7 separate regions of the Mus musculus genome follow, and regions 2, 3, 4, 5, 6 and 7 are each linked to region 1. The links are chromatin contacts, called in public HiCAR-type, HiChIP or PLAC-seq and promoter capture Hi-C maps. All regions are on one chromosome and are shown on one strand. The core of a region is the stretch at or near the end of the contact, and the rest is flanking DNA. Distances in the headings are between cores, read along the strand shown. Region 1 holds the start of Hmgxb4 (HMG box domain containing 4). Region 2 holds the start of Prmt9 (protein arginine methyltransferase 9). Region 3 holds the start of 1700030K09Rik (RIKEN cDNA 1700030K09 gene). Region 4 holds the start of Arhgap10 (Rho GTPase activating protein 10). Region 5 holds the start of Cherp (calcium homeostasis endoplasmic reticulum protein). Region 6 holds the start of Slc35e1 (solute carrier family 35, member E1). Region 7 overlaps Med26 (mediator complex subunit 26).

Region 1 (2,634 bases), core at 54-2,553:
GGAACTTAGATTGCCAGTCCATGCAGTCAAAGGAAGAAACACATCCAGCTGTTGGCAGATTCTGATATTTTGTTGCTACTTCTAGGATAGCACAGGTGAATTCTTACTTCAGTGGGTTTCCTTCCTTCTTGGATCTGTTGGAGTTCTTGCCACACCCTTTTCCAAGGACCCACCTATGCAGCACTCCAGCCCCTGCCAGCTTCGCAACTTGCAGAGATCTCCATAGCCAGAAAGGCGCACTGAATCTTCTCACTGCAATGCTAACTGGAACCACGACCACTGCACAGATTGGCTGATAACATACTCGGTTCCACGAGTTCAGCGATCCAAATTTTGACAAGCCATAATCAACAGGCTTTACTTTGGATGCAGTTTTTAAAAATGTATTTTGCTACGAGGGTATAGAATCAGCCAGTACTGGAAACAAGGGTGGGGTGGGTGGGTGGTAGACATATCTTGTCTGCTATATGATATAAACTAAAGTGAACCTACAAGTAGTGGTTGTGGAGGGGGAAATGGGCCTGTATGGAGATGACTCCAATTAAGAAGGCATGTTCAAACTGAGTCGCACGCAAAGAACACACACAATACGAGATCGTTTATCCATACAGTCCCCAAGACCACCGTTCCCGGGGTCCCCGCTGTGATAACCTCGGCAGGTCTGCTGCAACCGCTAGTTCAACAAAGCTCTGCGCAGCGCAGGAAGCTCCGGGCATCCTCTCCCGCTCGCCGCTCACCGCGCGCCCAGCCCTCCCGCCCGCCGGCCCGGGACCTCTCTTCCTGACAGCCCCAGGTAGCCCGCGCCCCGGCTCCCATGCCGCGCTCCGCCCGACCCGTGTTCCCACGTCCCGTCGGCCTCCGGCGCCCCGGAGCGCCCAGACAGCGGCGCAGGGGGAGGGGCGGCGCGGGCCGCGGGTCCCTGGGGCGGCCGCACGCCCCCTCCCGGCCCCGCAGCTTTCCCGCCTTCCCCGTTTGAACAGCTCCCGCCGCCTTCCTCCTGCGGCCCGCTCGAGCCCCTTCCCCGGGGCGGCTGCAGCCGCTACTCCAGTTCCCGGCTTGGCCCCCGAGCTAGGCCGCGGCGGGCCTGAAGCGCCTCCCGGACGGTGTCGGGGGGCCGGAGCGGTGGGCGGAGGCCGGGCGGGGCCGTTGCCGCCCCGGGGTGGGGGTCCGGACGGGTCTGGTGGGGGCTCCGCTCGCCGCTACCTTCACTCGGCTCGCTCGGATCCCGCCTCAGCGCCGCCGACGGCCGCCATCTTGGAGAAGGAGAGAAAAGCGCGAGCAACAAGGGCGCCTCAGTCGAGCCCAGAGCGCAGACTCCTACTGCAGCGGGGCTACCGCGCCGGCGAAAGAGCGTCGAGCGCATCGAATAAACCTGCTTGTTGAGCGCGGTCGCGGTACCGTTTGAGAATACACTCCTCCGTTGCAGGTTTAGTCTAGAAATCTCTTCTCGGTCTAAACAAATAATTTCAAAAGTCTCCTGTTTATTCTTCAATAAAAATATCTTTCTGTAAAGAAATTGCGAATAAAAAATATCAGGCAATTAGATTAATGTAGCCAAACACCTGCCCCAACCCAAAGTCTTTACAGCTCCGTAAACTTCTATGCAATTAGAACAGTCGTTCTGAAGCAATGGAGCTTGGCTTTGGATTTTATACGTTCACTGTCAGTTACAATTTTATGTACTTATCTACCACGTGCTTATACAAACCTCGAAAATTTCATGACAGACTTAAAATTAGACAATTAGCTTTGTATTCTCTTTTAGGAACTCATGGGTCCTTCTCCGCAATCTCGGTCCTTTCTGGTCACCTAATAGTAGCCCTTCTTGTTCTCCTTTTACCCCTAAATCTTTTGTATTTAAGACAGAATGTTATGCTGTTTATTTCAAGACAATCTGTTCTTTGCCGGACTCAGAGCGATAAGGGTTAATAGCCGTATTTATTTGTAATTTAGCATTTACATCTGGAGAGTAGCCCAGGTGAAGTGGAAGACCATACACTTGTAAGACAAGCTGTTTTCTCACCAAATTATTACACCGCTCACACCAATTTTTGTTTAAGTGTTAAGAGGACTGGTGAATTGGTTCAGTGGGTTAAAATATTTTACACCAAATCTCTGGGTATGTGTTTGACACCGGAAATTTACATGGTGGAAAGAGAGAACTGATTCATGCAAGTTTGACTGCCACAGGAATGTCCCCTAAAAACACACAAAATGGAAATAAATAAGTTACTCTTTCTCTAAGAAACAGGAGAAAACAGTTTCTTCTGATTTATTGAGGAGAACTCAATAAATCAATAGCATTTACAATTTCCAGAGCCTGGTTTAATATAAAGACTCTGTTTTTGTAGCATAGTGTAAGTATATAATAGCCTTCTGTGTGAACAGTGCTCACTCCATCAGGGCAACCAGAAGCTGGTGCCCTCCTCACTGAAAAGACCCAGCCTTCATCTGCTCTAGGGAGGAATTTCTCTTCTGTTTTGCTTTGTCAAAGTCACAGGAGGTAGGCAGTTTTGGCGGGAGGGATGGGTGGAGGAAGCAGCCCTGGCTGTCCTGGAACTCATTATGTAGACAAGGCTTGCCTGAAATTCACAGAAATCCTCCTGCTTCTGCCTCCTGAACACTGAGATTAAA
Region 2 (2,634 bases), core at 83-2,582, 2.6 Mb before region 1:
ACACACACTATTCTACTGCTGTCTGCATAGAGGAACACACACTATTCTACTGCTGTCTGCATAGAGGAACACACACTATTCTACTGCTGTCTACACAGAGGAACACACACTATTCTACTGCTGTCTACACAGAGGAACACACACTATTCTACTGCTGTCTGCATAGAGGAACACACACTATTCTACTACTGTCTACACAGAGGAACACACACTATTCTACTACTTTCTACACAGAGGAACAAACGACCCAACATACTAGCATATTTCCAAGTAAACCAACAGGTCCTGAAATTTCTTTGGACTACAAAAGCCTAATGCTACTGACATCTAGTGGGCAGAGGACAAACCGTGCTGTGAAACAGGAAGGAAGACACAGGACTGTCTGGTGCAAAATGTCACCAGTGTCAGGTTGAGAAACTCTGGACTAAACAAAGCAAGACTGTCCACAGCTTAAAACTGTATATGCAATTAAGTTACTTTTTGAAATTGAGATTCTAACATTAAAAAAAAAAAATACAGTAGTTCAACCGGTTAACTGATGCAAGTAAGACGAATCAACAAATATTAAAAGTTCCTTATGACTGAACACTTTATCCAACCTCAGGATACACAGCATTCTTTCTACACAAGATAATGCAACGCCTACAAGGCAGGGCTAATTTAAATTAGATACTGGAGGGGAAAAAGAACTACCCAGTCCTATCCCATTTAAAAGGCCTTTGGAATCTTAAGTGAGGCAGAAATTTTGAAACAGATGTGTGACAACTTTTGACTTTTGTTACTAAAACCTGGCTGTATTGAGATGGGCTGTAGGCTATAGTAATTCGATGCTTGGAGAGTCCGTCTCTGTCTCTGTATGTCTCGGTGTCTCTGTCTCTCCCTGTCTCTCGTCTCTGTTACACACACACACACACACACACACACACACCATACCCTGTTGTTCCTGCTCAGATCACAGGATTTGCTAGCCACTGAAAAAAATAAGGCCTCACCTTCACGTCGTCTTTTAGCTCTGGCGCCAGGCTGAGCACCAGAAGGTAATGGGCATAAGCAGTGCCGAAGTCCTGGTCACCTAGACAGTGCTCAGCACTCTGCAAGGACCGTGCCACCAGCCGGTCCCGGCCGGCCGCACCTGCGCCACCCCCGGCGCCCCGGCGGGGCCTGGGCCTCGAGTTCGGCATGGATAAGTCTCGCTCGGAAGCCCACGAAGGAGGATGGCCTCGTCCGGGAAAAGAGTCTCCACGGCGCGCTTCCCTGGGCCGGTCGCAGCAACTGGACGCACAGAGGCACTGGGTGCACACAGCAGGAAGCCCCGCCTTCCCAGCGGCGGACAGGGCTGCGCGCGCATCCTGCGGCGAAGCGCTGTGATGACGTCACACCAGGGAGCGCCCCGCGGCCCACTATGGTCTTGGAGTACTAGGCTGTAAAGTCATTTTCTGGAATGGGGTTTTTTGGCAGACTGCAACCAAAGGTTTCCACCCTCTCTCTGCCTCCTGGAGAGTGCGGCTGCGAATTCCAAACCCTGCTCTAGTCCTGCTTGTGCGAAGCTCCAGGCCTTCTGAATCTCATCGCACCAGACTCACTACTGCAAAACGAAATAAAAGCTCCTTAAATTAATCACTGTGTACTCTCCTAGTATTAAGTATTCTCACAAAACTCAGTGAGGTGGAACTTGGGATCACACTCTAAAAAAAAAAGGAAAAGGCCATCACGGAGAACTGCTTCAAGGTTGAACAGTGGGATGGGTACGGCCGAGTCTGAATTTCCTGATGACATGCACATTAACAAAGAAGACTGATGTCAAGTGTGGCCTCTAAGATATAAATCCAAACTTTTAAAGCAATGTATAGAAATTATAGCGAAAGCTATTTTTTGTTCCCATTTTGAAGAGATTAGCGGTGCATACAGTGGTTAACAATGTGAAATGGAGGATACACCATTTTGGATATTAAGCTAAAATTCTCCAGTTCTCCCAAGTCCATCCTTTATGTGTCTTTTTGCTTTCTCTAGTATCTTATTGTCTGATCCACTCTTGTAAGCAGATACCTATGTACCTAAGAAAGGTCTTCGAAGACAGGAACTAATCACAATTATTTGAATATGTACAGAACGACAATTTTAATATATCTTGCACTTGATGAAAAGTGTTTCTCCTGCTCTTTAATTTTGCCTATGTATTTTCCTAGCTATTCATATCGTCCTTGTTTGATGCTTTGTGTATTAAGCAATGTAGGATTTAACTATACAGTATTTAGTGAGATGGAAATACAGAGGCAGGCCTCTATACCTAATGGAACTGAGTAGAACATAAAGACTAATTGGCTTGTGGGAAGGGTTTTCTCGTTCCAGTCTAGCATCCCTCCCTTGAGACATTCAGACAGACCTAATAAAGCTCTCTTCCTGGCTTAATTCATAAGGGTGCTCTAACTATACAATGTAATAATCTAGAAAAGCATTTTACTTATATATACATAGTTAATGTAATTAATTGGCATTATCTAGAAACATTTAGAAATTATCTAAACCTTAAAAAATGTTATTACTCCCGTAAACATTTAACCAAAGATGTATAATGTTATTTGCATCCTGTATAATTTAGAGGTGATAGACTGAGGCTGGGTAGAGAGACACAGC
Region 3 (2,634 bases), core at 97-2,596, 2.5 Mb after region 1:
TCGGCCCATCGCTCTTTGACACACATGTTTTGTTCACTTGTTTCTGGAAAGTTCTGTGTGGGTACTGGGAAGAAACAGAAGCTGCACCTGTCCTCTTAGGAAGACTCTGCTCGATGGATGTGGAGTCAGACTCCACATCAGACCAAGCCATGGGCACCTGCTTCCGATTCAGGATCTTGGTTTCAATCTGGGCCAGTTTCCTAAGGGCCTCACTGGCTCTGGTCTTGGAGGAGATGGTGGGAGGCCTCAAGCCCAGACTCACCCCCCTCCCTGCCATGGCCTCCTCTTTGGGCATCAAATATTTCTCGTCCATCGTTTGGTTTCTCTTTAAGATTCTGCTCTGCCCAGGTGTCACTTGGCCAAGACTTCGGGCTTGTAAGTTTCTGATCTCTTCCATCCTCGAGCTATCTAAGAACATATCCCTTAAGTCAAAACCACTACGTGGAGGGCCAAAGGGTCTTCTTGTGGAAGCCATTCTAGGAAAATAAAGATTGTGTTTTCAGCCTTTAAAAGTACTTCACTGTATAAGTATACTTTTTGTTTTGTTTTTATTTTTTTCAAGATAAGGTTTCCCTGTATAGCTCTGGTTTTCCTGGGAGCTCCTTAGATCAGGCCTGCCTCCCAAGTGCTGTGATCAAAGGTGTATGCCACCACCACCCAGATAAAAGTATTTCTTTTAATAAGCTGTAGGGCGTGTGGGACAGGCATAAGAACTGGTAAGGTTGAGTGAGCTCAAAACCAAAGAATCGGGGCTGGTGAGATGGCTCAGTGGTTAAGAGCGCCGACTGCTCTTCTGAAGGTCCCGAGTTCAAATCCCAGCAACCACATGGTGGCTCACAACCATCCATAACGAAATCTGATGCCCTCTTCTGGAGTGTCTGAAAGACAGCTACAGTGTACTTACATATAATAAATAAATAAATCTAAAAAAAAAAAAAAAAAAAAAAAACCAAAGAATCTCAGAGAGATTTGAGGACAGGCGTCCAGATTCGTACCTATATCTGTACCTGCTCTGGAACCTGTAACCAGGATACACAACTGAGAGGACCCATATCACACAGCACCTGGAGTTCTTCTCCATGCTAATAACACTGCCTATACTCAGTTTCCTCGCTATTGTTTGCAAGCCCTAAGGGATCATGCCCCATCGCTCTCCAGATGAGGAACCTCTGGTGTGGGTATGCCGCCCGTTTTCCTGAAGCCCCTTGCCAACCCACTTGATCACTGTGAGGTCACCTGAGTAGCTGCGTTGGCTTCTTCCCGCTAGGCTTCAGCCTCAAAGTATAGGCCCCAGTGTGCGGTTGCCTCAGGAGACAGCGCCAGAGCAACTAGAGACTACATTTCCCGTCGGCCACCGCGCTCCACCCACCAATGAGCAACTCAGGTCACAATCCCGGGCGTCACGGGACCAGTAATTTCAGCGCACCCATTAGCGTCCCCAGGTCATAATCCCAAGGCATGCCGGGAGTTGTAGTTTCTGAGTTGCGCCCGTCAAGCGGTACGGACGCCTGAGAGCAGAGAGTTGAAGTCGCACGTGCAGCTATGGTCTCGGCTCGTGCATTGCTCTGGGCCATCTGTGTGCTGCGCGTGGCACTAGCCACTGTGTACTTCCAGGAGGAGTTTCTAGACGGAGGTGAAGGCGATTGCCGTGGTGGCTGGTGGCCTGTGTCCACCATCTATGATATGGACCCGTGCGCTTTGCACCACTAACCCTCCTGTCTCCCCACAGAGCGCTGGAGGAACCGCTGGGTGCAGTCCACCAATGACTCCCAGTTTGGGCACTTCAGAGTCTCATCGGGGAAGTTCTATGGGCATAAAGAGAAAGACAAAGGTTAGTGTAGAATCGGGAGCAAATAGAGTAGAGTTAGAAACCTCATGGCACCCTGACAACGCACCCACCGTTCAAGCCAGGACACTGAGGCACATGCAGGCTCTGCAATACCCTGTTTGGGTTTACATTCCTTTACGATTGACCAGAGTAGCCGGGCGGTGGTGGCGTACGCCTTTAATCCCAGCACTCAGGAGGCAGAAGCAGGTGGATTTCTGAGTTCGAAGCCAGCCTGGTCTACAGAGTGAGTTACAGGACAGCCAGGGCTACACAGAAACCCTGTCTTGGAAAAAGAAAAAAAAAAAAAAATTGACCGAAGTGTGTTTTGGTTTAGTCTTTGAGCAGTCTCATGTAGCCCTAGATGGCTCTAACTCTCAGCCTCCCAAGTGCTGGTTACTTTTTCCACATCTATGTATGTTGGAGGCAGTATGCACCTTGAGTGTGGATTGGAATGACAGTGGAGGTGCTCAGAAAGTGCTGGAATGACAACTGGAGTCAACAGGAATGACTGTGTTGGCATTTTTCAGTAGTTGCCCAAGATCATCTCACTTCATGAAAATTGGAACCATGCTGTAGCACAACCTAGAATCCTAGCACTCCAGGGTCTTCATGAGGCAGGAAAATCACAAGTTCAAGACCAGCCTAGCTATAGAGTGAGCTCTGGCCCACCCTAAGATACAGCCAGGTCTTGGCACAAAACAAAAAGAGGGGAAATCAAAATGAAAAGTGGGGCCAGCTAGATTGGCCTGTGGCCAAGCTTGGTAACCTGAGTTTGATCCCCAGAACCTACAGGGTGGAAGGAGAGA
Region 4 (2,634 bases), core at 100-2,599, 2.5 Mb before region 1:
GGTTTTGTTTCTGCAGAGCCTGGAGTGTGTTTCGCTCTTTTGCCAGGCCCTAATTCAGTCTCCAGTTTTTCCCTCCCCCTTGCCTCTTTCTTTCCTCGGTAGACTCCTTGCTGATTTTAGTAGGAAATGAACCTTTCAAACTGCCTAGGAGTTATTGGTAAAAGTCTTTTGAAGTCTGAGGATGGACATTAAAGTGGCCTCATCTGTGGCACTCAAATGGTGCTGTTATTTAACAGAGTTTATAGAGTAGGCATATTTAGATGCTTCCCAGAGGGTTAAGACTCCTCCTACAGCTCACGGGCCAAACAAACTCTTAATTACTGCACTCAGTCGGAACGTTTTTAAAGAATCACTTTGAAGTTTCCTGGTACTATTACCATCATTAAACCTTTACATGTAAACATGTGTTGTGAGTTTGTGAAAAATGTATGCCATGTGTGCACCTGGCACATGTTAATTGCTTAAAAATTGCTAGTTGATAAAGTGTCTCCAGTGTAAGATTTGCTGTATACATTTGAGGAAGGTATTGAGTTCTGCTTTAGAACGCATGGAATAGGAAAGGAGTTTTGTGGGCGCACTGACACGAATTCACACTTGTCCACGCAGCCTCCCATGGTGAAAAACCACAAAAAGTCTGGCATTTACTTTCGGCGGGCTATTTTTAGCAGATCGCCTCTCCTACCCGTGTAAATTTAATCTCCAGAATAGAACACAAGCAGGGTCAACGCGGTTTAGCCACACGCTCCCTTGTCCTAAGCCATTCAGTATGGACACGAAGAAAAATGTTCTAGAATCTGTAGAGTCCACGCTGAGTTGGAGACGTTAAGCATTCCCGCGAAGGCAGCTGATTAGACAAGGAGAGAGAGCACCCGGCGTGCGAGCCCTTGCACAGCGAAGCACCCTTCCTTCGGTACACAGATAAAATGAGTCAATCATTTCCACCCGCCCCGACTTTTAAGTCGTCTGATCTCGGGGACCGAGGCCTGCTATTACAAACCCACCATCCCGTTCGGTCAGGCGTCCACTTCGGGGACCAGCCTGAGTCACCTGGACCTTGTGAGCCGAGATCGGGGAGGTGCAGGCGTCCGGGGGTGGAGGGCACAGACTACGTTCTCCATCGCCGCTGCCTCGGAAGGAAGAGGAGGGGCGACTGCGCGTGGGGAAGAGAAGGAAGAGGCGTTCGGGGAAGGGCAGGGAGGAGGAGAGCCGAAGGCGCCCGGGCGGGAGAGCAGGGGCGTGCGGGCGGGGGCGGGGCGGGGCGGGCGCGCCCGAGGCGGGGCGGGGCCGGGCGGCGGCCTCTGCTGCTGCCGGGGGCTGCCGGGATTGGGGAGCTGCGCCGCGTACTCTCCAGGGTCGCTGGGCTGGGCTGGACATGACCGTGCTGCGCTCGCCGCGCGCTCAGCCCTGCTAGCCGCTCGCTGCCGCCGCCTGGGAGCCCAGCTCGGCCTGCGCCCGCGCGCACCGCCGCAGTCATGGGGCTGCAGCCCCTGGAGTTTAGCGACTGCTACCTCGACAGCCCGTGGTTCCGGGAGAGGATCCGCGCGCACGAAGCGGAGCTCGAGAGGACCAACAAGTTCATCAAAGAGCTCATCAAAGACGGCAAGAACCTCATCTCTGCCACCAAAAGTAAGCGGGGTCCTGTTCGCGTTCGGGCTGCGGCGTGGCGAGGAAGGCGGGAGGATCGTCTTCCCCGGCCAAGTGGGATGGCTCAGTGCTCCTAAGACCGGGCTGGAGGAATAGGCGATTCCTTAGGGGATAAGATAAGCTCCAGGGCATTCCTCTCCCAGGAGGTTCGGGCGCGTTCCTTTCCCCGATCCTGGCCCTCGGTGGCGCGGGAGCGAGGAGCTGTGCGTGGGAGCTGCCCCGGGGCTCCCGCCTGGCCCAGCTGAGCACGCTTTGGCGCCGGCCGGAGCGAATGGAGGCTCTGCTCCGGAGTCAGGTTTTACTGCGCCCTAACGCTGCTTCCAGTCTCCCGCAAAATAGAGACATCAATCAGTTTGATAGTTTTGTCTCCTAACATTTCCAAGTAATTTTTTTTGGAAATGCTTTGGGACTCTGCCTGTAGTTGATATCGTCAAAAGTCCTTTAAGTTACACCTCTTATGTATCCCCTTTCTGCCTTGCGCGACAGCACCGACCTACGTCCCTCGTGAGCTAAACCAGAAAGTCTACCTGGCTTTGTGCTGCCTTCTGCACATTCCTCTGTCTTGTGCTGAGGCGGGTTCAAAGATTAGGGGTTGAAAGGGTCAGTGGGCAGACTGCTCCAGGTTCTGGCCTGCGAGAAGTGCCTGTGAGTAGGAAATTCTACTCTTCATGCTCGAAGCTGGCCACCTCAGTTCCATCTGTATTCAAACAAGCAAGCTAACACACCCTCAAGCCACCTCTGAAGACAACAGAAAGAGAGGTGTATCGAAGCTGTAGTGAGTCTTAGGAGTAGAGGCTGGTTGAAATTTGTGCAGAAACGGTTGTAATGTTCTATAAATGGGCGTTCTCCAGGACCAGGTGCTGGCATCCAGGCCACCCTGGAACCCTGAATTCATTCCTTGAGTTATTGCGAACACCCCTTTCCCTCCTTAAAAGGCCTGATAGTGCAGGAGCCAAGCATAGGTGCTCTACCTATCCTCTTGGGTTGGTT
Region 5 (2,634 bases), core at 46-2,545, 2.5 Mb after region 1:
GGTCACAATAGTCTTTGGGGATTGCAGGCCTGTGCTGCTGTTGTCTGGTTTTTACACTGAATTCTTGGACCTGAACTCAGGTGGTCCTGCTCCCATGACAAGCACATCACCATTGAGCTATCTCTGCAGCTCCAAGAGTAGGACATTATAAAGGGGCTTCACAGCAGGCAAGACAGGAGTTACAGGAAGGGCATAGGGATCAGGATACCTGCTAGGCTCAACTTCCTCCTTCCTCCTCATATAATCGTGGTGTGGTGCTTCCAGCAGTAAGAATATCCAATTAGGAAAAGTCGGAGACCCTGGCATAACAGGCTCAAAGGATCACTAAGGGCTTAGTGGCCAGCACAAACTCAGAAAGTAAATCATGCCAGTGCTGTAGATCCTGTGCCTGCTTCCAGCTTCTTTAGGCCCTGAAGTCACGTACACAAACCCACCTGACACATAATTAAACCTTTGTTTTCGAGACAGGGTTTCTCTGTATAGTCCTGGCTATCCTGAAACTCTTTGTAGACCAAATTGGTTTTGAACTTGAGATCTGTCTGCCACTGCCTCCCAAGTGTTGAGACTAAAGGCGTGCGCTACCATGCCCGGCAAAATATAAATCTTTTTTTCTTTCTAAAGGTCGATGGTATATCTCAGTGATTGCCTAACATGCAGCCAGTCCTGTCTTCCATCCCCAGTATCCTGTAACCCTGGTGTGGTGGTGGCACACGCCTGTCATCTCAGTACTTAAGAGCTAAGAGGAGGATCGGGAGTGCAAGATTATCTAAGGCTGTGTGGGGAGTTAGAGATCAGCTTGGGCTCTATGAGACCTAATATTCAAAAACCAGGAGTAAGTAATAATATAAATAAACAGAAGGGATGGGGTGTTGACGCAGCTTCCGCTTCTCCTTCCATAGAACGTCTATAGTCGCTTCAGAAGAGATGTCTTTGCTCCACGTCGGTCTGATGTGATGTTGTGGAGCCCCAATGCTCAAAATTCTTACCCAGAAGGAGCATATCGGAACAGGAGCCGAGTGAGGTGTGATTCGCCAAAACCATCACCTGCCGATCCCGCCTTCTGGATGGCGTAAAAGGATGTGAAAGACGCAGAGGCCTGGGAGTGCACGCGTTCGCAAGAACGCAGCAGAAACCCAGAGTACCGCCGGCGCAGCTTCTCACGCTCCAGCGCGTCGGGGAACAGCGGCCGGGCCGCCGCATGCGCAAAGAGGCTCACGCGCATGCGTCTCACTAGGCCATCCTTCTCTGGAGTCCTCACGCAGTCCCTTCCCGCCCTCCTCCGGTCTTCACTTCCGGTGTTTCCCAGCGACAGCCGTAAATGGCGCGCGAAGCGGCCCGCGAGGCCGTCGTAAACGTCGCCCTTCGCGCCACTTCCGGCCGGCTTCTGTGGCCGGTGCTGGTAAGCGATCGTGAGGCGGCGGAGGACGTTGCCAGTGGCTGCAGCCATGGAGATGCCGATGCCGCCAGATGGTGAGGCCGGTCCCTGAGCTGAGGTCGTTGGGTTCTTCTCGTGTGCCCCCGCCGGCCAGCCGTGCCTCCTCGCGTTGCCGGGCCAGTGACGGAGCGCGCTGCGGCCTCGCCGCTCCTCCCTCGGCCTCTCCGTGGTTCCCCGCATTCCTGGCGCGCGCTTGGCCCTAGTCAGGACCCGTACACCACCGCCTTGCAGTGGCCCGCCCCAGAGGACCCCGGCCTGGTCCCCGGGTCAGGCTGCCCCCACTGACGCCTTTTCCTCTGTTTTGCAGATCAGGAGCTTCGAAATGTCATCGATAAGCTCGCTCAGTTTGTGGCTCGCAACGGACCCGAGTTCGAGAAAATGACGATGGAGAAGCAGAAGGACAACCCTAAGTTCTCGTTTCTGTTTGGAGGCGAGTTCTACAGTTACTACAAGTGCAAGCTGGCACTGGAGCAGCAACAGCGTGAGTTCCCCTCAGGCCCTCAGCCGCCTCGGGGTTCAATGCGGGCCCCGCCGCAGCCAATTTCTTTAGAGTTGCAAGTTTCCTCTGCAGAGCAGAGCAGCCGTTCTTCTGTCCTACCCGGAGCCCTGTACCAAGATAGACTGCTGGATCTGTGTGTCATAAGGAGAGACTATCATATATTCTCTATCCAGGCTTTTGGGTCGGGAGTGGTCCCTGGGTGGTCTTTGCAGAGGCAATTGCGGATCTGCAGGAAGGTGGGAACTGTGCAAACTGTGCAGCCTTTCTGCAGGCTGAGACCATAGCTTTCTGCATTTCAGGTGCATAGATCAAAAAGCTTTCCCTTTAGTTTTTGCAACGTTTTTCTTTTCCTTTTTTTTTTTTTTTTTTTTTTGCTTTCGAGATAGGGTTTCTCTGTGTAGTCCTGACTGTTCTAGAGCTAGTTTTGTAAACTAGATTTAAACATCAAGAAAAATATGATTAAAAATAATAGAAATAATAAAAAGTTTAGAGCCAGGGATGATGGGACCACCGCTTTAATCTCAACACTTAGAAGGCAAAGGCAGGTCGATCTCTGTGAGTTTGTGGCCAACTGATTGTACAAGTTCCAGTACAGGCAAGACTACATAGACTGCCTAAAAAAAAAAAAAAAAAAAAACAAAAGAAAAAGGAAAATGAGTGAAGAAGCACAGCTGGTCTTTAAGGGCCTCACACCATATCC
Region 6 (2,634 bases), core at 48-2,547, 2.5 Mb after region 1:
CAGCTGGGTTGCCCTGAGTACATGTACCTGTTGTGAAATGAAAAAGCTTCCAGAGTTGCCAGGGCCAAATCCAATATGAAATAAAAGCAACCAAAACACATCAGTGGGGCCATCTGACACTGCTCTGTCCAAAGATCCTAATTCCTCTTGTATTTAGTTTGTGACAAAGGCCTTAGGGTACAAAGCCCAGCGTCCTATCACCATATTCTTAAACTCCTGCTTTGGGAGGGACCAGGCCATTTTCTACTCAGATCCACAAGGACTGCCACATGTGTGATGAGTATCCAGCAAACCCCAGGGTACAACACAGTCTACCTTGAAGAACGGGTGAGTAGCTACGCATGGTGCTCAGGAGGCGGAGGCAGGCAAATCTCTGAGTTCGAAGCTAGCCTAATCTACAAATCGAGTCCATGACAGCCAGGAATCTGTTACACAGAGAAAAGCAAACCAAAACATAGGTGAGGTAGAAAGACACCCTGGCATTCAAGGAGACGCTGTAAAGGAGAATATTGAGGTTGGCGAGATGGCTCAGCAAATAAACGCTTGCTGCCAGAGTTAGTTTCTTTTCCTGGATGCACATGGTAGAAAAGAGACAAAAGACTCAACTCGTCTGACCTCAATATGTGTATACACACGCTCGTGCCCGCCTCCATAAATGAACACATTTTAAGGAGCGCGAACAACTATTCTCCCTCACTTAAAAGCACACGATCTTGGGAATCGAGTTTTGTAAGTCTAGTCCTGCCTTCGTGGTTTTGCCCAGCATCGTACCGGTCAGCTGAGCTCTTAAGACACTGTCGCAGGAGACACTTAACCCTGGATTTCTCTCGGTTGGTCTGTGAGGGGAAATTGACACCTACCGCACAGCTTCCGAGGACCCGGCGTAGTCCAGAGGATTTACCGCAATCGGTTTCTTTTCTTCTAAAAGATCTAAGCCCTGTCTACGCCCCAGGCACGCGGCTTCCACAGCCTCAAGTGGGCGGGCCCGCGTCGCCCGGCACCTCCCACGGAGTCCTGCCAGTCACCGGAGAGAACGTAACGCGCTTAACCCACCCGCGGGCCCTACGGCCCGCCTTCCGGGCTTAGCCCCGCCCCCTCCCGGAAAGCGTTTAAGTGAGGGTAGGGCCCTCGCCGACGACGTGTACGGGCGCGTCGGCGGACGCGCGACGATGACGTATGGGGCGGTGGCCAATGGCGAGCGGCGATGACGCAAGGGCCAGGGGCCAATGGTGAGCGGCGTCTGCCGGCGCGCCCTCCAGGGCTGTCCCGCCCCCTGCCCGCGTCCGGCGGTCGTCCGGCGGGAAGGGGCGGCCGCTCGGGCAGGATGGCGGCGGCGGCAACCGCGGGTCCCGGCGCGGGCGCAGGGGTCCCGGGCGCGGGTGGCGGCGGCGGGGCGCGCGAGGGTGCGCGGGTGGCGGTGCTGTGTCTACTATGGTACGCGCTGAGCGCGGGCGGTAACGTGGTCAACAAGGTGATTTTGAGCGCCTTCCCGTTCCCGGTCACCGTGTCGCTGTGCCACATCCTAGCGCTGTGCGCGGGGCTGCCGCCGCTGCTGCGCGCCTGGCGCGTGCCGCCCGCGCCACCCGTGTCGGGCCCCGGACCCGGCCCGCATCCGGCGTCCGGCCCGCTGCTGCCGCCGCGCTTCTATCCGCGTTACGTACTGCCGCTTGCCTTTGGCAAGTACTTCGCGTCGGTGTCGGCGCACGTCAGCATCTGGAAGGTGCCGGTCTCCTACGCGCACACCGGTAAGTGCTGAGGCGGGCTTTGCGCGCTGTCTGGGGCTTCGAAGTGTGGGTACGAGTGCGCGGGCCGTCTGACTGAGACGCCGCCAAGGTGCGTCGGATTCTCACGTTGGAAAAGGTCTGAGGAGTTTACCGAGCGCCTAGCAGAATTGACTCCAGCTATTGGGATCGAGAGGAAGCCTTACAGAAGGAAGGTTCAGGGTCGGGTGTGCAGGTTGCCAGGACTGCCCACTGAGTGCCTTTTCCTCTCTTGCAGTCAAGGCCACCATGCCCATCTGGGTGGTCCTCCTGTCCCGGATCATCATGAAGGAGAAACAGAGCACCAAGGTAACTCTGGCAGAAGCCCTGGGCTAGGCGGGATTCCCAGTAGCTGACCAGGTTGATGACGTGGTTGGACCGTGGCATCCTCCTGCTTCCTGTCAAATAAGGAAGTCAAGGTGTCAGCCTTGTCCTGTGGCTAGCACCTAGCATCCCGCACTCACCTTTCAGACAGCAGATGTGTGTGTGAATGGGGCGATATCACCACATAATCTCTTGCTTGTTGTCCCTGAGCGCCACATCCCTCTGGCGTCCACTGTTCTTTTCTGTTATGATTCCGACTCTGGGATTGGTGGTAGGTGATGTCTTTGGTTCCATTTTAGCAAGTCACCAACAAATTAAGTTGGGACAAGTTTTCCTTCTCTTATTTTATTTTCTAATGTTTATTTATGTGTGTGTGTTGTGCATTGCCACGTGTATGGAAGTCAGAGGACAGTTTTCACCTTGTGGATACCTGGGATCAGATTCAAGTTGTCAGGCCTGGTCCTGACGAACTTACAAACTATCATGTCCTAGTTTTTCTGTCACTAGACAGAATGGTTGGTAGGGGTTGTCTGGATCTGATGTGAGTAGG
Region 7 (2,634 bases), core at 79-2,578, 2.5 Mb after region 1:
ACTAAAAAAGTCTCCACTCAGCCTTGGAGAATTAATGCAGAACACTGAGGCAAATCTGCTCTAGACTTGGCCACAGATAAACATCTTTTTTTTTTTTTAAAGATTTATTTTATGTATATGAGGATACTGAAACTGACTTCAAACACACCAGAAGAGGGCATCAGATCTCATTACCGGTGGTTGTGAGCCACTATGTGGTTGCCGGGAATTGAACTCAGGACCTCTGGAAGAGCAGCGGTGGGTTGACTTCCCAACGATTCATTGTACATCCAGGATTGTAAATGAAAATTTCAAAGGAGAAAATAAAATTAAGGTCTATGTAGAGAGATGCAATTTGATGCAGGTAATAGGATTGCTCAGCTGTTTTTATATCCCTACATCAAAGGCAAAGCCACTCCAGTAGAAATAGCAGGTGAGGTCACCTGAAAACCTTGTCACTGACCTGAAAAACGCCTATTCCATTGAAAATGTCTCTGTTTATAATTTCCACCCAGCATAATAAATGGCTTAAAACAGAAAGGAGAAACATGGTGACAATTTGGGAATTTTGGATTCTTTAAAAAAAACAGTGTTTCAGGATATTTGACTGCATTTTGAACTCTGAGATTTTGTTATTTACTGAAAAAAACTTGTTTCTAGTTGTGGTGTGGCTCAGCCCTTAGCACATCCCTTTAATTGCTCTGGCTGGAATAAGGACACACCCTTAGTACACAGCTTTAATCCCAAACAATGAAGAAAAATAAGTTTGTAGAAGGAAACATCCATATTTGAAAGTGTTGTCTAATTGAGTGGCAGACAAAGTTACGAATCAGAAAAATTTGACAATAGGATATGATATGTCTAACTCTCCCAAGGAGAGAAAAGGGAAGCTAATTATAGAGGGAAAGAAAAAAGAAGAAAAAGAAAAAGAAAAAAGAAAGAGGAGGCAGTTTTGCAGAAACAGGTGGAAGAGAGCACAAAGCTAGACACAGATAAAGACAGATCTTGCCAGAGAATGAGAAGGAGCCAGAAGATTAGAACAGATTGCTAGAGTTAGTTTGAAACCAAGTAGAGCAATTTAGGAGAAGTTGAGAAAAAGAAGCCAGATTGAATCAGTTAGTATGGAGAGGAAGTTGAGCCAGAACAGCTGAGTTGAATCAGCTCAGAACTAGAAAGGGTGAGCTTATTCAGCAGTAAGTCTCACAGGTTGAAAACTTTCTAGGCCTAGAATAGATTGTATGTAGGCTAGAAGCTTCCAGGACTAGACATAGAGAAGCAGATAGAGGCAGTAAGTAAGACTAAAACAACAATTACCTCAGGTGAATAAAAGTTACATTTACAACACAAAAATAAGAATAAGCCGGGCGTGGTGGCGCACGCCTTTAATCCCAGCACTCTGGAGGCAGAGGCAGGCGGATTTCTGAGTTTGAGGTCAGCCTGGTCTACAAAGTGAGTTCCAGCACAGCCAGGGCTACACAGAGAAACCCTGTCACGAACAACCAAAAAATAAATAAGTGCTTTCATTTTAATCCCAGGTGTAGGGATGTGGGACTGCTTCGGACTGTCTGTAGTAGCTGACCTTGATTTGCCTTGTGCTCTAGCAGGAGCGTGGTTTTGCCAGCTGTAGATAATTCCTGTGGTTGTGTGATGTTTGGAATTCTGGGAAGTTTTCAGAGACTTTATAAATGCTAGGGTCCTGAGAGAGGGGGTGGTGGTGGTCAGTCATTTAGGGATATCAGTTGTGGTTTGTTTGTAGCCATATTCAAAGAAGAAACAAAAGAAATAAAAGGAAAGAAATTAGATTCAGGAATTTTCCTAATTTCTCTCTCTCTCCTATATAGTGTTATGGGGGTGAAACAGGAGGTGGGGGATAAAGGGTGGCAAAAAAGAACTCACAAAGTAGCCAAGACCAGCTAAACTGCTATTCATGCTATATCCCATCTGTGTGTGTGTGTGTGTGTGTGTGTGTGTGTGTGTGTAGCTGGTGGTGTGCCCCTAGTCACCATGGGTGAAGTGTGGGTCCAGCAAAGAGGCCCTTTCTCCTGCAAGCAGGTTCCTGGCTCTTCTCTGCAAGCTGGCTCTTTAGCTCTCCATTGTCTTGTGTCTTACATATTTTCTTTTGTAGCTAATTGTTCCACCAGTCACTTATCCCTGTCAATTCTAGTCAGTCTGAGATCTTTGGCTTCACTGCCGCCTTAGCCACTACTCTTGTGTCCAAAGCTGTGTAGCTAAAGCCGTACTTGGGGGTGGGGGTGGAGATGCTCCTTGATAGAGCACTTGCCTAGCTTACGCAGGGTCCTGACTCCAGTACTGCCAAAATTAAGAAATATGGAGCTAGCTGCTCTTAAAGAGGACCTAGGTTCCTAGCACCTAAATGGTGGCTAACAACCATCTACCAGTACAGTTCCAGGATGCCCTCTTACCAGGCATGCATCTGGTCTTCATACATACATGCAGACAAAACACACACACGAAATTAAAAATAAATTTTACAGAGTAAGAATATATGTTTAGGAGGGCTTTCCTTACTTTCCTGTGCTTTCCTAGTTTGTCTGTCCAGTTGCCACAGTTGCCTTTGTGGACCTGTTATTTCCTTACAGCACAGGCATTTGTTTCAGGTTGACTTTGTGATAGGTTTTTCAAGACAGGGTTTCT

What was found. Promoter capture Hi-C pulls out the DNA fragments that hold promoters and counts their contacts. HiCAR-type assays count read pairs that join an accessible place to other places. HiChIP or PLAC-seq counts read pairs in DNA pulled down with a chosen protein or histone mark.
Region 2: a contact with region 1 is called in a promoter capture Hi-C map of liver, with 4 times the contacts expected there. The contact joins the promoter of Prmt9 here to the promoter of Hmgxb4 in region 1. A contact is called at or near these places in 2 of 39 promoter capture datasets (embryonic stem cells and liver).
Region 3: an H3K27ac HiChIP or PLAC-seq map of embryonic stem cells shows a contact between it and region 1, with 3 times the contacts expected there. The contact joins the promoter of 1700030K09Rik here to the promoter of Hmgxb4 in region 1. A contact is called at or near these places in 7 of 39 promoter capture datasets (the C10 cell line, cranial neural crest, embryonic stem cells and 4 more) and 4 of 115 datasets of contacts at active chromatin or transcription factors (astrocytes, embryonic forebrain, embryonic stem cells and 1 more).
Region 4: a contact with region 1 is called in a promoter capture Hi-C map of stem cell-derived epiblast-like cells, with 2.9 times the contacts expected there. The contact joins the promoter of Arhgap10 here to the promoter of Hmgxb4 in region 1. A contact is called at or near these places in 3 of 39 promoter capture datasets (hematopoietic stem and progenitor cells, liver and stem cell-derived epiblast-like cells) and 1 of 115 datasets of contacts at active chromatin or transcription factors (astrocytes).
Region 5: an H3K27ac HiChIP or PLAC-seq map of embryonic stem cells shows a contact between it and region 1, with 10 times the contacts expected there. The contact joins the promoter of Cherp here to the promoter of Hmgxb4 in region 1. A contact is called at or near these places in 9 of 39 promoter capture datasets (the 3T3-L1 cell line, cranial neural crest, embryonic stem cells and 6 more), 1 of 484 Hi-C or Micro-C datasets (B cells) and 7 of 115 datasets of contacts at active chromatin or transcription factors (embryonic midbrain, embryonic stem cells, extraembryonic endoderm stem cells and 4 more).
Region 6: a contact with region 1 is called in a HiCAR-type map of astrocytes, with 10 times the contacts expected there. The contact joins the promoter of Slc35e1 here to the promoter of Hmgxb4 in region 1. A contact is called at or near these places in 8 of 39 promoter capture datasets (cranial neural crest, embryonic stem cells, frontonasal cranial neural crest and 5 more), 7 of 115 datasets of contacts at active chromatin or transcription factors (astrocytes, craniofacial prominence, embryonic hindbrain and 4 more) and 1 of 9 other capture datasets (embryonic stem cells).
Region 7: a contact with region 1 is called in an H3K27ac HiChIP or PLAC-seq map of embryonic stem cells, with 10 times the contacts expected there. The contact joins the enhancer-like site here to the promoter of Hmgxb4 in region 1. A contact is called at or near these places in 7 of 39 promoter capture datasets (the 3T3-L1 cell line, cranial neural crest, frontonasal cranial neural crest and 4 more) and 4 of 115 datasets of contacts at active chromatin or transcription factors (astrocytes, embryonic stem cells and large pre-B cells).

Annotation. Positions count from the first base shown.
Region 1 is chr8:74,992,319-74,994,952 of GRCm38.p6, reverse strand. It overlaps Hmgxb4 (HMG box domain containing 4), which reads right to left and starts at 1,303. Exons shown (of 11, transcript NM_178017.2): 1 at 1,204-1,303.
Region 2 is chr8:77,548,095-77,550,728 of GRCm38.p6, reverse strand. It overlaps Prmt9 (protein arginine methyltransferase 9), which reads right to left and starts at 1,332. Exons shown (of 12, transcript NM_001081240.3): 1 at 993-1,332. The coding sequence starts at 1,181.
Region 3 is chr8:72,442,592-72,445,225 of GRCm38.p6, reverse strand. It overlaps 1700030K09Rik (RIKEN cDNA 1700030K09 gene), which reads right to left and starts at 1,346. Exons shown (of 8, transcript NM_028170.2): 1 at 1,237-1,346; 2 at 1-476. The coding sequence starts at 475. Calr3 (calreticulin 3) reads left to right here and starts at 1,448. Exons shown (of 9, transcript NM_028500.3): 1 at 1,448-1,633; 2 at 1,730-1,831. The coding sequence starts at 1,543.
Region 4 is chr8:77,516,622-77,519,255 of GRCm38.p6, reverse strand. Arhgap10 (Rho GTPase activating protein 10) reads left to right here and starts at 1,349. Exons shown (of 23, transcript NM_030113.2): 1 at 1,349-1,626. The coding sequence starts at 1,473. 0610038B21Rik (RIKEN cDNA 0610038B21 gene) reads right to left here and starts at 2,200. Exons shown (of 1, transcript NR_028125.1): 1 at 678-2,200.
Region 5 is chr8:72,473,894-72,476,527 of GRCm38.p6, reverse strand. It overlaps Cherp (calcium homeostasis endoplasmic reticulum protein), which reads left to right and starts at 1,295. Exons shown (of 18, transcript NM_138585.3): 1 at 1,295-1,470; 2 at 1,743-1,916. The coding sequence starts at 1,446.
Region 6 is chr8:72,491,277-72,493,910 of GRCm38.p6, reverse strand. Slc35e1 (solute carrier family 35, member E1) reads left to right here and starts at 1,297. Exons shown (of 6, transcript NM_177766.3): 1 at 1,297-1,745; 2 at 1,999-2,069. The coding sequence starts at 1,325.
Region 7 is chr8:72,520,560-72,523,193 of GRCm38.p6, reverse strand. The region is part of intron 1 of Med26 (mediator complex subunit 26); the gene reads left to right. Among named protein-coding and RNA genes, the nearest start is that of Med26, 26 kb to the left of the region's middle. Within about 2 kb of position 1,328, at least 7 of the 459 cell types and tissues checked have an H3K27ac peak or open chromatin away from gene starts, as enhancers often do. A contact at or near this core is called in embryonic stem cells, where this site is marked.